Linked DNA regions of Anas platyrhynchos: region 2 is linked to region 1. A link is a contact called in public Hi-C data. All regions are on one chromosome and are shown on one strand. Each heading gives the region's core, a stretch centred on a gene start, on an enhancer-like site or on the middle of the called end of the contact. The rest is flanking DNA. Distances are from core to core; before and after follow the strand shown. Region 1 holds the start of GNA12 (G protein subunit alpha 12). Region 2 has its middle 29 kb from the start of CARD11.

What was found. Hi-C and Micro-C count contacts between places; a contact is called where the count stands out from the background.
Region 2: a contact with region 1 is called in a Hi-C map of skeletal muscle, with 3 times the contacts expected there. The contact joins the enhancer-like site here to the promoter of GNA12 in region 1. A contact is called at or near these places in 3 of 8 Hi-C or Micro-C datasets (liver, skeletal muscle and subcutaneous adipose tissue).

The regions. Positions count from the first base shown.
Region 1 is chr15:15,518,586-15,525,944 of IASCAAS_PekinDuck_T2T, reverse strand. GNA12 (G protein subunit alpha 12) reads left to right here and starts at 3,747. Exons shown (of 4, transcript XM_005020110.6): 1 at 3,747-4,382. The coding sequence starts at 4,062.
Region 2 is chr15:15,610,570-15,617,928 of IASCAAS_PekinDuck_T2T, reverse strand. No RefSeq gene overlaps it. Among named protein-coding and RNA genes, the nearest start is that of CARD11, 29 kb to the right of the region's middle. Within about 2 kb of position 2,493, at least 1 of the 8 cell types and tissues checked has an H3K27ac peak or open chromatin away from gene starts, as enhancers often do.

The sequences.
Region 1 (7,359 bases), core at 2,498-4,997:
CTCCCTGCCTGCAGAGATAGCAAAGGGAAAAGAAAATATAATTAAAAATCAGAATACTCTGATATCAAACAATTATAATTTGAAAACACTGTTTGGTCCTCCATTCTTCTTCCAGTCATACCATTATGAGGCTGTTTATGGTTTTCATGTTCTTTTTCTAGGCCTGTTTGCAATATCTTGATGTTAATGCTTAGAAGCTCAAGAAGTTTAGGCAAATCTGGGTCAAAAAAACAAATGCATGTACAAAACAACTGTATATTAAAGCAATGTTAAAAGGGACAATGCAAATACTGAGAAACAAATTCCCTTTTAAATGTATTTTTTGAGAGATGCCAAACTACTTCAGTTTTCTTTGACTTGATGGGAGTTGAGACTGCAATCACTTCAAAGAACTGGGACTGCTGAAAAAGAGCAAATTACAATAGAGATCATAAAGACTTGCAGAAAACATCCAGCTAAGGTGTCAGTACCCATAGCAAAACACTACTGTATTAGTCCTGGAAGGTTCCCATATTCTTAATGAGGTTACTAGAAAATAGTTGATTTATTTGAACTGTTTTTGTTTTATTCCTCCACAGGAGAACATTATTCAGTTTTTCTATTTTTTTCATGCTGCTGTGGGGAGTGTGCAGAGAGGTGGCCATTGAAAAAGCTGCATAAAACCCCTGAGAATGCAGTAAGCAGAATATAGCTCTTTTAACATTACAAATCTACCAGCTTAGGTAAGGGCTTGAAGTGCATATAAACTCCTGCACCTCCTCAGATAGGCAGAGTCACGATCTCAACAATGGAGTAGAAGCAAAAGGAGCTTAGATCATAAATCTTTTTAAGATCTACAAGCTTTGCTGTCTGAATGCACAACGAGCAATTCAAGGGCCCCAACATCTTTTAACAAGTCCGGCTAAGCTGGGAGTACTTCTGCCCTGTGGTAACAACAGTTCAGTATTTTGACTCAGTTCGCTCATCTAGCACAGTGGTGAGAAAGGACAAGGTGGGTGATATATCAGCTCAGGTGATTCCATTAGTGCATACTTTATCTTGCTGTTGTCTAAAGATTGCCAGTTTCGTGCCTAAACTCTGAAGTTTAAATTGCATTCGAGCTAGCTCTAATATTGCTGCATGGTGCTGTACTGCAAGCTGGTAGGCATAGCCTCATTGTTGTTTGCTTTGCTTTCCAGTTTCACTGAGCAAAATATTTTTCCTGGCAGTGACAGTGTCTGGTAGTGCTCAGGAAGACAAGAGCAGTGTCTCAGGTATGGACTAACATTCAGTTTTGTAGTAGTACCACCTTCATACTGTGTCATACTTTCAGAGCACAGAATATAGTCTTTAAGGCATGGGTCACAGCAGGCTGGATGAAGAATGGGCCATCATCCAGGGGGCTGAGGAAGAATTTGGGGTTGGTCAACTATGGGCTTCAAGACACTAGAAAGATAGCTCTTCATGCTTTCAAGGGCTTAATCCATATATCCCCTCTGTGCTCAACCCAAGCAGAAATAAGTGACACTTGAAACACAGAGAGAACCAAGTTCAGGCACCTCAGCCTTCCTCATTCCCTGTACTTCGTGCTGACATTCATCAGTGAGGCCATAGCCTCGTATGAACTTTCTGAAGAAGTCACAGAAATCACAGGATTTACAGACTGGTGTTCAATATCAGGGCTACTTCCATAACTTCTTGCTCATCCGCCTGAGCTGACCAGATGTCATGCCCAGCTGCAGTAAGGTCTGTATGTACAAGCAATCCAACAGCTTCTCCAAGTCCCATACAACTTTTCAGCCTTGATCTTCTGCCGTCTGTTTGCAGACCCCGGGGGCACAGAATTTTGTGCTGCAAGAGCTCCCAATTTTCCCGATCATAATTCATATTCATTTTCCTGCTCATTAAAAGTCTGTAGCCAACAAGGGAAATGGAAATCATGTTGCCCTCACTGCCTCTTTCTAGCCTCCTCTCCTCTATTCCATCTTTCAGTCTCCTTTTTTCTTTCTTTACATCCATGGGAGTTGAAGGAGGGAGAAATAGAAGCAGGTGTACAAAAAACAGTACAAGCCCAAAAGAGGGAGGTGAACTTGGAATTTTGAAACATGAAACTAGTAAATGATAAGGAAATGGAGAAAGGGAAGCTGTAGAGACTGAGTACAGACCTCTCTCTTATAAGCTTTTACATGGATGCTTACACCTACTGCTTACGCTCATCACAAAATATCTGCAGAAACATCAGCAGGGATCACCACATGCATTTGTGAGGTTCTGCCCAGTCCCTCAGCAGGGTAACAGAAAGCGTACTGCTGCAGCTCCGCAGTAGTAAACAAAATTGTTTTGTCCTGTTTTTAGAGCAGCTTCTGAATGATTAGATGAGCAACAACAGTGCTGCGGGGGAAAGAGGGAGGGGTGGACCTTTTCCTTTTGACAATTAGATGTGAGCTATTGAAAGCTGCTTTCATGGATGGATGCATAGAGAACTAAGGACATATGGTAGCTGATTTGTCTGATGAGGTTATTGTATACCATAATTTCGCTCTCACTTACAGACGAGGCAGGCCTATCACGGGAGTTGCACTTCACAGTTGTTTGAATTCTCTGCCAAATACTTTCAGAAGCTCAGAAGTCTGAAGAGGACCTCAAGCAGTGCGCAGACAAAGCTAGTGGGGCAGGAGTAAGGGAGCTAATCAGAAAATACCAATCTGGGCACTTCACAGTTACATAGGGTCTGATTTTCAGGCAGCTCAGGCTCTGTGGATTCCAGCGGGAGTCCTGAGTGCTCAGCTGCTCTGAAAATCAGGCCTGAGAGCATGGGGGATTTGGGGGCTGGTTTGTTTGCATCGTCCTGCTCTGGCTGGCTTCTTCTGGGGCAATGACGACCTCCAGCGGGGAATGTGGTGAATTGCAGCAGTGTTTTAGGGTGGAATGAGCTGTGCTGCCTCAAAGTGCAGTCAGAGAGCAAGATCCTGCGAGAGGAAACAGCTTTTTCAAGACATATTGTGTGTTGTAGTGAATGGCTCGTGGCTTTGTGTTGTTCTCCTGACTACTGCAATGCCTAAAGGTGTTTTTCAGTTCTCTCTCTTGGCAAGGAGAAAAAGATTTGCTCTTTGGGGAAGCTGACAACAGCACCTCGGTGTGATTAACACTCAGAGTGGGCACTCCCAGGGAGGGTTTTTGTTTATTTTCGTCTCTTTTGCCTAGGCCTTCCCCAGCGCTTGGTAAAGGCCTGGGGAGCACAAAACAGCTGGAGCTGGATGAGGTATTTATGACACAGACTATCAGAAGCAGAAACAAAGCAATAAGCACAGGACAGGCCTGCAGCAGGCCGTGGGGCCCCTCACGGCCCGGCCGCCGGGGCTGCAACGTGACGTCACGACCTGACGTCACACCCTGGAGTCGCGGTCTGACGTCACACCCCTTCGCCACGCCCCCTTCGGCCGACCGCCCCTCTCCCCCCAGCCCGGCGCAGGCCACGCCCCCTCCTCCACCACCGCGCTCCGCCCCACGCCCGCCATTGGCCCTCCCTCGCTTTGCCCCGCCTCCCTCCGCGAGGCTCCTCCCCCTCCCCCGCCCTGCCCCTCCCTCCCCCGCCCTCTCCCCCTCGCACCCCCGTCCCCTCACGGCGCTTTTATCCAATCAGAGCCGAGAACCCTTTGAGCGACGCTTCCCTCGCCCAACCAGGCGCGGCGTCGGCGGGGCGGAGCCCCTCCCTCCGCCGGCCGCCTGAAGCCACCGGGGGGCTCCCTGACACCCCCCCCCCCAACCCCTCCCCTCCCCTCCCTGCACCCCCTCAGCGGCCGCGGGGCTGAGGCCGGGCCGCGGCGCTCGGGGGGCGGCTGCCCGGGCCCCTGGGCGCCCCCACGGCTCGGAGCGAGCCGCCGGAGCCCCCTCCCCGGGCCTGCGGGCCGCGCCCCGCCGCCACCGCCCCCCTTCCACCTCCTCCTCCTCCTCGTCGTCGTCGTCGTCGTCTCGGCGGCCTCCGCCCGATGCTGGCCGCGCAGCCGGGGCTCGGCGCGGCGCCGTGAGGCGGCTCCCTCCCTCCCCTCCCTCCCTCCCCTCCTTCGTCCCCCTCCGCCGCCATGTCCGGCGTGGTGCGCACCCTCAGCCGCTGCCTGCTGCCCGCCGAGGCCCCGGGCCGAGGCCCGGAGCAGGCACGGAGAGAGGGCAAGGAGCGGAGCCGCGATGCGGAGCGGGAGGCGAGGCGGAGGAGCCGGGAGATCGACGCGATGCTGGCCCGCGAGAGGCGGGCGGTGAGGCGCCTCGTCAAGATCCTGCTGCTGGGGGCCGGCGAGAGCGGCAAGTCCACCTTCCTCAAGCAGATGCGGATCATCCACGGCCGCGAGTTCGACCAGAAGGCGCTGCTGGAGTTCCGGGCCACCATCTACGAGAACATCCTCAAGGTGAGGGGCGAGACGCGGGGGGCAGGTGCCTGGCGAGGCGCTGCCCTTTGTGTGCCCGCGGAGAGCGGCTCCCGGATCGCCCCCCCCCTCCCCAGGGCCTCGCCGAAAAGGAGTCGGGGGAAAAGTTGGAGGGGCTTCAGGGTTTGGAGGAGCGAGGAGGGGTCTCTGTGCACCCCGGGGTGAGGTGAAACACGGTCCCGGTGCGTGTGCTGTGGCTGAAACTGTCTGTGGGACATAGGTCCTTCAAGCTGGGTGCTGTGGGGTGTCACCGAGTGTAGCTCAGACATCAAAATAACTTCGTTTCGGTGCCTTTGCAAAAAGGTTATTGTTTGGTGCTTGTGCTCTTAGTGCTGGCGGTACATTTCTTTAGTGACTGGAGAAGGTAAAGGCTACTGGCAGAGCTGGCAAGTTGAGCTCTTGGTCTTCAGACAATGAAGGGAAATTATCCCTGACAACTGCTGTGCCCTTCTGGGGAACCAGCTCTGATGCCCTGTTCAGGTAGAAGGGGTTGTGTTCCAGAATATCATTGAAGATGTGTGAATACATTACTTATGAATAACTCTCTTGTAATCGTCATAATCTCTCTAAAAGACTAGAGACGGCTACTTAACTGCTTAGGCTTTCTTGTAGGATTGTTTCCATTCTTTTATGGACATGGATTTGTGAGGCACTCTAATACCTCATAGAAAACTTGAGTGAAGGCAACTGTCTAAGTTAAGGATGACAAGAGTGACTTCTGAATTTCCAGATTTGTTTTGAATAGAAGCTTATACGCCCTTAATAAGTGCACGCATACACAGTGATTCTTGGTTATTAAGAATTCCAGTACCCTGTCAAGAAGCTTTAACTTCTGTTAGTGAACCAGAACGTTGTTGGCTGATTTTCTTTTCCTTTACTTTTTTGGTCCAGTTTTGGAGCATGCTGTTTATTACATGAGCACATACATGAGTTACAGGCCCATTAACTGCAAGGAAGTCGAAGTTCAGAAGCCTTTCTTTGATTGAATTTAGGTGGAAAAAAAGCGTTGTTACAAGTTTTTTATTTGTATAACTAGAAGCAAGGATTCTTATCATAGAGGACGATGCTTATTTTGGCACTGTCACTGGTATATTTAGTGGTACTACTATTTTAAAGTAGTAACAGAAGCTTTTAAGGTAGAGATCTGTGGAAACAACAACTTGATGAGACTTTCTTCTTTAAGTTATAGAAGCAATACTATTTATGGTTAAAATACTATAATATTTTATGTATAAAGAAAGTATACAGCTTTCAGCAGTAGAATTTATTGTGCCTAGGAAAGGAAAGTGTCTCCATCATCTTGGGGAAGCTGAGTGACACACTTGAAGCACTTGTCTGCTGGATGGCTTTGGGCAAATCTGTGGAATCCGGGTCCTCAAGGTAGCTGGCTGGTGTTCTGATTTCAAGACCAGTAGTTACAGCACTTCATGGAGCGTTGTCAGCTGAACACCTCTTTTAAGCCTCCCAATCATCAAAGTAAAACATGGAGGTATTATTAAAGGGAGATAACAGGGTTTAATGAAAGCCCTTTTGGCATTGCAGATCATGGTTTGGGAGTGTTAGGGTATGGCACCCTTGTAGGTACGTGTACAGTGTCCGTTGAACTTCTGCTTTTTTGTTTCTCTGGATGACAGAGATGGCGCTTGTGTAAAAATACAGTTTGTATTTCATCCATAGTTTTGGGGAGTGGCTTGGGAATAGCTGCTACGGAAAGAGCATGCAGCAGGGGAAAGAGCAAACAGAGGAAACAAAATGTTTTCTGATGGGAAGGTCTGAGACTGGACTGGGGAGAAGGCAGTAGATGTTCTGTTTGTTTCTTACCCATCTGAAAGAATCCTGATAACACCTTGAAATTCTGCTGCAATCATCAGGAAGAAGAAAAGTACCAAGACAGATTTAGGGGGCTCTTAAAACAGTGATGTTGTCAGGGAAATTTAGCGTAGTGTAACGCTTTCTTGTATTACGGTTCTGTGGAAAACCATAAAATGTTTTAAGTAAACTAATTTTGCTTCTCGGACAATGTAAATTGTCAAGTGAATCTGATTGCTATTCTTTCTATAGCAGTGTTTAGACTACAAGTTATTTCCCGTGTTTCAGGAAGTTCAGACTCGAGCGATCATCCATTAACACTAAGTGGAGCGGAGATCACTGTGTAGCTAACTTACAAGAAGGGGTTTAAGATCAATTTTTAATTTAACACGATATGTGGACCACTTGAAATGTAAATGGTCGTGTAGAACAGCATATAAATCTGTTGGACGTTGCGGAGTACAGCTGCAGCAACCTTACCCCTTTTTCTATTCAGTTCTCAGCGTCATCAAGTAATGGTTCTGTTAAGCTCCTACAGCGCTGAGATCTGAGATAGAAATGCAGTGTAAATCTCCGGGATTAAATGGTCAATTTTCGTTTTCCAACCATGACTAAACTTCTGTCTGAAGGAGAGAGGATTACTAGTCTCTCAGCAGTACTTGATATTTCTAAAGTGCTTATTGCAGTAGTATTTCAGCAGTCTACATGGCTCTTGGAAACCAAAGGAACTGATTGAGCGAACAGAACCCGAAACCTCTCTGGAAATAATGGTGCTAAGTGTGAATTGACATTATTGTCGGCTTCGACTTTGAGTTTTCAGCTTTCCTTGCTCCTTTCTCTCCATTTCTCCTCCCCTCCTCCTTGGGAAACCCTAGTTAGAAACAAACTGCTAAAATGGAGTAAATCCCTGGTACAGGATTTACTTTTCCATTCAGGACAGGTGATAGTTCAGGGCCTCGCTAGCTTTTTCTGGCGTTTGTGGGGCCGTCTTCAAATACATTAGTTTTGCTTTGGTTTAAGGTAAATAGTCATCGGTTAACTAGGGTTTTGCTTGTTAATCGAGGCTAAGTTTCAAAGTAACTTTTTGGAACTTTTTGGTGATTGAAGTGAAAAGCAGCAGTGTTAATGTCCTGGTATGAGTACACAGGCT
Region 2 (7,359 bases), core at 1,244-3,743, 93 kb before region 1:
ATTTCAAAGCTTAGGGAGTGAAATTACAGTTGACTTTTTTAAGATACCTTCTTTGAGGAAGCATCCTTCATGACATGCAACTAACAACTGGCATAATTCACTCAGCCTTCTGGTGTGGTGTGGACTAAGTTCTCTGTTGTTGAGTATGCTGGGAAGAGTGATATTCAACGTTGCATTGTACTGTGGCTCTAATGTAACATGAGAGAAAAGCATACTAAAAGCACCCGCCTTTGATCATTATTTTTTTTTTCCTGTAGCTTGGTAATTAAATCATTAAAATTTTATCTTCACTTATCCATGGATAAAACCATTTGAAACAATTAGTATGCTGCAAGAGATGTGTGAAACCAGAAGCGTTTATACGGTGTGAGTGACAAAGATAGATTGAGAAAGAGAATAGACGAGAACGTAACAAAGCTGCCTGTACTTTGTACTATTAGCAGTAGGTGCACTTCCAATTGAGATAGCTATTGGTGTTTTCATACAGGTGCCACTAACACATAGATTTAAATGTAAATAAATTGTGAATATGTTTTGCATTGACATTTTCCCTTCAAGTAGCATGGTGAGGGAAGTTATGGCGACTCATAGAACTTGTGCATGAGCCATTTATGTAGGTTTACAAGAAAAATGGCATGGAGCTGAGTATCTGGACAATTTCTGCATACCTACTTAGGAGCTTTGAAAAAAAAAAAAAAAAGCTCTTTTTTTTATTATTATTTTTAACTTCATCATATAGTATGAGATTGCAGAGAGGTGGATTTATTGGCCAAGGCTCATTTGATGAGCGCCATAAGAAAAAAGGACAGGAAATGTAATTTTGGTTGTGACATTTTGATACATCATACAATAATTTTGCGGTCCATATCATACTTGTTCTGTGATTCCTTCACTTGTTTTATAGGAAAAAAGCCTGGCAGTAAAATTAGGCAGAAAAGAATTCTACTCTTTCAAAAACATTTGCAAGATATTGAAAAGAAGAATAGCCATTATTAAGAGCACTGATGTGTAATTCTGGTGCAAAGTCTGACAGCACAATTCAGGTCTGTGCTTGCAGTTGGAGGTGGGTTTGAGGCTGAATCACACAGACCTCCAGTGAACACCAGTCTGTTTTATTTGGGAACTATTTATTGCACAGGAGAAAGTTCAGAAATAGTTAGCCCCTAAGCAAGCATATAATATATTGTAGGAAACTATGGGAGACACATTATGGCAATTTCCAATTCTATTCTGAGTGTTGAGAGTCCTAATTCTTTGGGACAGTTTTGTTCTAACAAGGGGGGAGATCAAGAAAGGCTCATAGTCCATAGTTGACTTTCCTTTTGTTCTCAAAAAGGAGTAAATGTCTTAAAAAACCAACAATAACAAAACACACAGACAAAAAACCTCCATACCTCTGTTCTTTCCATAAATAATTTTTCCTGACTGTTTTGCTGACAGACTGGCCTCCCCCAGGCATTTCTCATATGTCAAAAAAGTTGTAAGAGTTGTGTAGGAAACAACACTAAATTAAAACGAAGAAGAAACACTTCTGTTTTTTTCTTTCCTTTCCCTTACCAAATCTAAACACTGACTCTACTAAAATCTTTTAAGTTCTGCAAAAATCCAAACATCATTGCTATTATTGTGTGAGGTTACAGAAGTTCTGTAATAGGGATGTGTGCCTGTCATTTCTAACAATGTGTTATGATACAGTACTCCATTTAGAAATGGCAATGACAGCTATTAACCTATCCTGTTTGTTATAGTATAATAGTGGAGACTAATCCCTTGATTTCAGTTAAACGCCGTGAGTTGAATGCTGCCCTAGACGACACAATTGTTGGATTCATTTAAATGAAACTATGGAATACTTTTTGTCTACATCTTTATTTTGAGAAATCTGAAAGAATTATAGTTTTGTCATTTGTCTTGTCCAAGACTTGTCCAGTGGTGAGAAAGAGGGATCTCAATTTTATTTGATCTGTACTTTTCATTTCTCAGTTCAAACGTTCATTTTTCCCTTTGGTGAAACTTGATTTGCATTTAGTCCTGACTTCTCTGTGTCTTGATTCATCAGTGAAGCTGTAACTCTGACCTAGCAGGACTACTTTGGCTGAAGCAAACAAAGAAATTCTCCTTTTTTTTTTTGTTTTGTTTTGTTTTAATTCCATCCTGATCATTAAAGTCAGGGACTTCTGAAAAAACTCATTGTTCTTTCCATTGATCTGAATGTAAATCATCCATTTGCTTATGCAAACAAGGTAATATTAAATTTCAAGTTTCACTCAACCTTTGTTTTCTGAAAGCATATGCTGGCATGAAACTGGAATAACTTCTGTTAGATTTTAAAAACTCACTCGTGTGGCAGGAAAACAGGTAAATTTAAGGCAGTTTTTCCTTCTTTGGCCCAGTACAGGCTTCTGGTTTTGCGAATAGACGTGGTTAGGTATGGACAGCTGTTGCATCAGCTCTATTCATCGTCTTGCTTGGCATAACACAGACCTGCTGTCTCAGCTCAGTTAAGAGGTGTGACTCGCTGGAGGCCTGGGAACAGCAGAATCCATCCTCACCCCATCCCCAGCATTACTAAAGTGTCTTCTGGATCACAGCCAGTTCACTATGTAGGCAGACTTGAGGACAAAGGATACATGGTACGTGATTGTGTGCAGTTCACAGTTAGGCATGTCCTGTGTTTTCCTTCTCCATGTATAGAATTAGTTCACAATGCCAGTGTATAGGACTGAGCTGTAACAATCAGGTATTGAGAAGGTGTGCACTGTTCCCTTTGGTCTGTAGAAGCAAGATTGGTCCCTATATCCAGAAATTCCAGAAAAACACTGCAGTATCCATAGTCTTCTTCATAATGGTTTTATTTTGTTTCTGCCACAAATATATTCACATTTGCTCTTCACAAGCCTAATTTGTTGCAGTGAGGTGAGTTTAATTATCTTGTATCAGTCGTTTTGAAAATCCAAGTTTAGGTATACCTTGATGGTATTTTCATCAGGTTCTTCTGTATCCCCTCCCCCAGCAAATCCTTTGCTCCAAATAAAGGACATCTGAATGATCAAAAAAGAGTAATAGCCAAATAGATGATCCATTTGCAGCCCCCTTGAGAATTGTCCTGCTTGTGTATTCTGTCACTGGTATATTTATTCATATTGGAGTCAGAGGCTCACTATAGAGCAGCTAAATATCAGGACAACACAGCTGCAGACTCCAGCACTATATAAGATCATTTATAAATTGCTGATAAAATTCTACCCAGACTTACATTTGTGCAGTACTAGTAACTTAAATTGGGTTGTCTGGATGTGGTAAGGACAGAAACTGCCCCCTCAAAACTCTCATAAAGGTGAGACATTTATCCTTTGTCATCAGTTTCCCCACATACACTATGGAAGAACAGCCGTTAGCATTAAAATGACAATTCAAAACAGTATTGTACCTTCTTTTTTTAAGGTACATAGATAAAAATACTACACATTTATTTTATGATGTGCTTTATATGGGGGGGGGAACGCACTGTAAGTATGAAGTATAAGAGGGCTGCTTGCCATCTCCTTGATGTCTACTAGCCTAGACAAAGGGGGAAGGCAGCCAGAGCAGGGCTGGTTAGCCTGGCTGCACTTGGGTCTTGGGATCATTCTGGATCCTAGGCTGTTCCTAGGACATGCTGCCAATTATTTCCCCAGTCTGCAGGCCCCATCTGCTATAGATGGTCAGGTTATTGCTCTTCCTGAGCAGACACGAGCGTTCTGCAACCACAAGGATGGTATAGGAATGGATGAACTAACTACCTGTGGGACTAGAGCCTGGTCACGCTACAAATTGTTTCTTTCTGAGGAACGTTGCAAACATTAGTACACATTTGGCTTTATTCAGGACTCTCTGCAGGCTTTTCCCTGAGTTGACAACAATGTTCTAATGAGAATTCAGTGTGAATAGGGTTTTTGTTGTTATTCTTAGCCTACCCTTTACTGATAGAGTAGTGTAGGTACAGCCATTGTACATGCATCCCGGCAGCTTTGTGACTGCAAAGTCTCATAACATGAATGAAAAATGTTTTACAAGTTCCCTTCATCTTTTCTTTTGAGAGAGTTGTTCAAGATAGCACCCACAAGGAAGGATAATTTTGAAGGGATTGGAATGTTCAACAGGCACATGTGCTGAAGCAGGATTCACTCTAAAGTGCTGAGAATCCTTCTTTTGGAAATAATTTTTGAGCTTACTGGTCACGGTGGGATGAGTAATATTGATGGGAGTAATGTGAAAGTTTACAGCAGCATTCTGTAAGTGCATATCCTGTTCCACTGAGCTAAAACTGGATTATTCAGATAACGTGGTTCTTTGACTTCGAGATCTTTGGAGCATGATAGGGATGGAGGAAAATCTGCTAACTATTTGCTCTTGACAGGAAGACACCTGGCCCATTCCCCTACCTTGGCAGATATGTCAAATTTGAATTATTCACCCATTTTAGTGACTTATTTTGACCTGAACTCTGAGCCATCACAGTGCAATTACTGTGTGTGTTTTTTTTTTTTCCTCTGCATGCTTAAAATATGAAAGCTCAGTGTTTGTGCTCTGCTTTGCATCAGCAAACTTTTTGAGCCTGATAAGGAAATCAAATTCCAGCCTCTCAAGCAGTTTTATTTGCAAGTTTTGCAATCCCCTCCTCTCATCCCAGTGTGTCAGGCTGTCTTGCAAATGAGACTACCTGGTTTAACTTAATGTTATTATTTAAACTTTTGCAGAGCCCATAGATATCTGTATATCTTCTGTTTATTTTTTCAGTTCTTGTTAAGAATGAGGATTTTGCTGGTGAATTATTTATATGACAACAGGAAATGAGAGGGGGAGTGGTGTGAAAAATTTCCATAAAAACCTCATGCAGTTTTCAGTAGATTTCAGTAAAAACATTTTGTTCTCTTCTTTGCAAGTTCCGTTTATATTTTGTCACGAGAGAAAGCTGCCACTGATTTATTTTAAATATTTATACAGCATTGCAGTCTTAAGATATACACACACATTACGAGAACCATACATTAAGGAATTTTATCTTCAAATAAAGAGTAGGAAAGGTGGTGCCAGTAAACATCAACTGACTCATTCTTTGCTAATTACCAGCACCTGGAGCAGAAATAATTCTCCACTGAAACTAAGTATTCTGGTCAATGTTGGTAGTAATTATAGATGGAATAAATGCATCTTCTTTGTGTTAGTAAAATATCCCAATTGCAAAACACACCAGATGAAGTATGGGGTGGGATGGGATGGAATGGAGGATGTCTTGTTCATCTTTTCATAGTAAAGGCAATACTGTAACTCCGTGCACTGCAGCCATTCCTAGTCTTTATGTGGCCAGCTGTAGAATAGACGTTGTTGTGACAACAAATGTGCACAAACTGAATTGAAGTTAAAACTACTCTTTCCCAGAAATGCCTTGCCTATGACTTACATGATTCCCTTTTTTTTTTTTTTTTTTTTTGATTATTTGTATCTTTTTCTCTTTTTTTTTTTTTTTCTTATTTTTCCCCCACAAGCAATACTGAGGCAGAAGTAATTTGTGAGATAGCATGCTCTCTCTTTGGCAGCCTGTCATAGAAATGCAGCCTTGGGGGGACCTGGGTTTGATGGCTCCATGTGGAATTGTCCGAGTATGAATGTGGGAACAGAGGTAAAAGTCCAGTTATCAACTCCCTGCTGTCATCTACCCTGACTCACCTCATTCTTGCCTCCTCTTTCTACTCCTGTTGGGTTAGGCAACATACAGAGTGTTAGGCCAGCTTCATCATTATGGCAAAAGAAATCAAGAATTTATAGGAAAAGCAAAATCTTTTCTGTGATGTGTTTTTCCATCTCTTACTGTGTTAGCAAATTGAGAATTCTGTGGTTAAGCTGAAAAAGTATGTCTTGACAGAGGAATGTCTTCAAGCCCTTTCTTAGGAAGACAAATGTATGAGCAGCTCTTCTTTGCACAATGCCCGCCTCTTGCTTTGAGGAACAAGTTCAGTTCTGTCCTGCACAGGTAATGCCCGGAAGGCTCCTGGAGATAAGATCTTCTGGAGCAGAGTGGCTTCCTTGTCAGTGGGGGAGTTAGAGTTTTGAGCTTGCTTGAATATTTGGTATGAGGTGCCTTCAGGAACAGCACACTTGGATATAAGCGTGGCCTAAAATCATGTTTTTGGTGGTTTTCCATTTATATTCCCATAGTAGCATTTTCCACTGGAGTTTTGAATTTCAGCATGAAGTGACATAGCTTACCAGCTGGTAAGCTGAGCAGGCATCCATAACCAAGTGCCTGATTAACAGTGTAAATTTAGCTGTGTATTGTGGGGTGTCTAAATACCCCCATAAGTATGATGCTACTTTTCTTTCAGGCTCAAGCTCTCTGAAACCTCTGATCAAATGGTACCATTGCTTTACAGATCTTCAAAATAAGCAGAGTATCTAAAGTTCAAGCATTTTTCCCTACTGGGATTTAAAAATATATGGAAGGAAGAGACCTGATTTACACACACACTCACACCAAATGACAGAGCTCCAAAGTATGAAAAAGAAGGTTGCTAGATTTGAAATTTACATGTATACATTGTCACATACAGGATGTAAAATATATGTGTTAAAATGCATGGGATTTTGAATGATTTTACTGAACGTATCGGTTCAGTGAATGAAGTTCGTGTGCATCTCAGCTCATGGTAAACTGTTGGAAGCACACTGTTTGCATAGGCACTTCTTTATTGCTGTACTTGTGTCACTGATATAGTCAAGACATTTTCTCAGTAATGGCTCCTCCTAAAGTGCCATAGTTACGAATCCTGGAGATATTCAGTAATGTTACAGCTCCATAAAACCGATATAATTGTTCTGTTACTACTGTTAACGTTACTACTGTTAACATTACCACAAGATTGCTTTCTCTTTATCTACTCATGAATTTGTCAGAATCAAAAAGAGTATATAATTCATCCTGCCTAAATTAAGTATGATGGTGGAGTATATTGTGGCAAGAAGGGCACAGAAATCAGGCATGGTTGGAAGTAAAAAGAGAATTACTGTAAGTTATTTCAAAATAAATAATGTAAACAGCGTCTTGACATAAAGTTTTGTATCTGATAAATATTTAGATTAGGATTTTGCATTATCAGTTAAAGATAATGAAGAGGAAGCACTAAGTACGTATGAAAAAAAAATGTTAATGTTACAGAGTATTTCCCATCCCTTGTTCACATGCTGGCATACTGAATCTTCCTTTCAAGTGATAGAAAACAGTGATTGACATTAAGCTATTCTAAGTCTCAATATAAATCCCAAACTCTTTTCCAAGTGTTCAGTTTCTTAAGTACTCAAATTAATTTCCTTAACCTATAA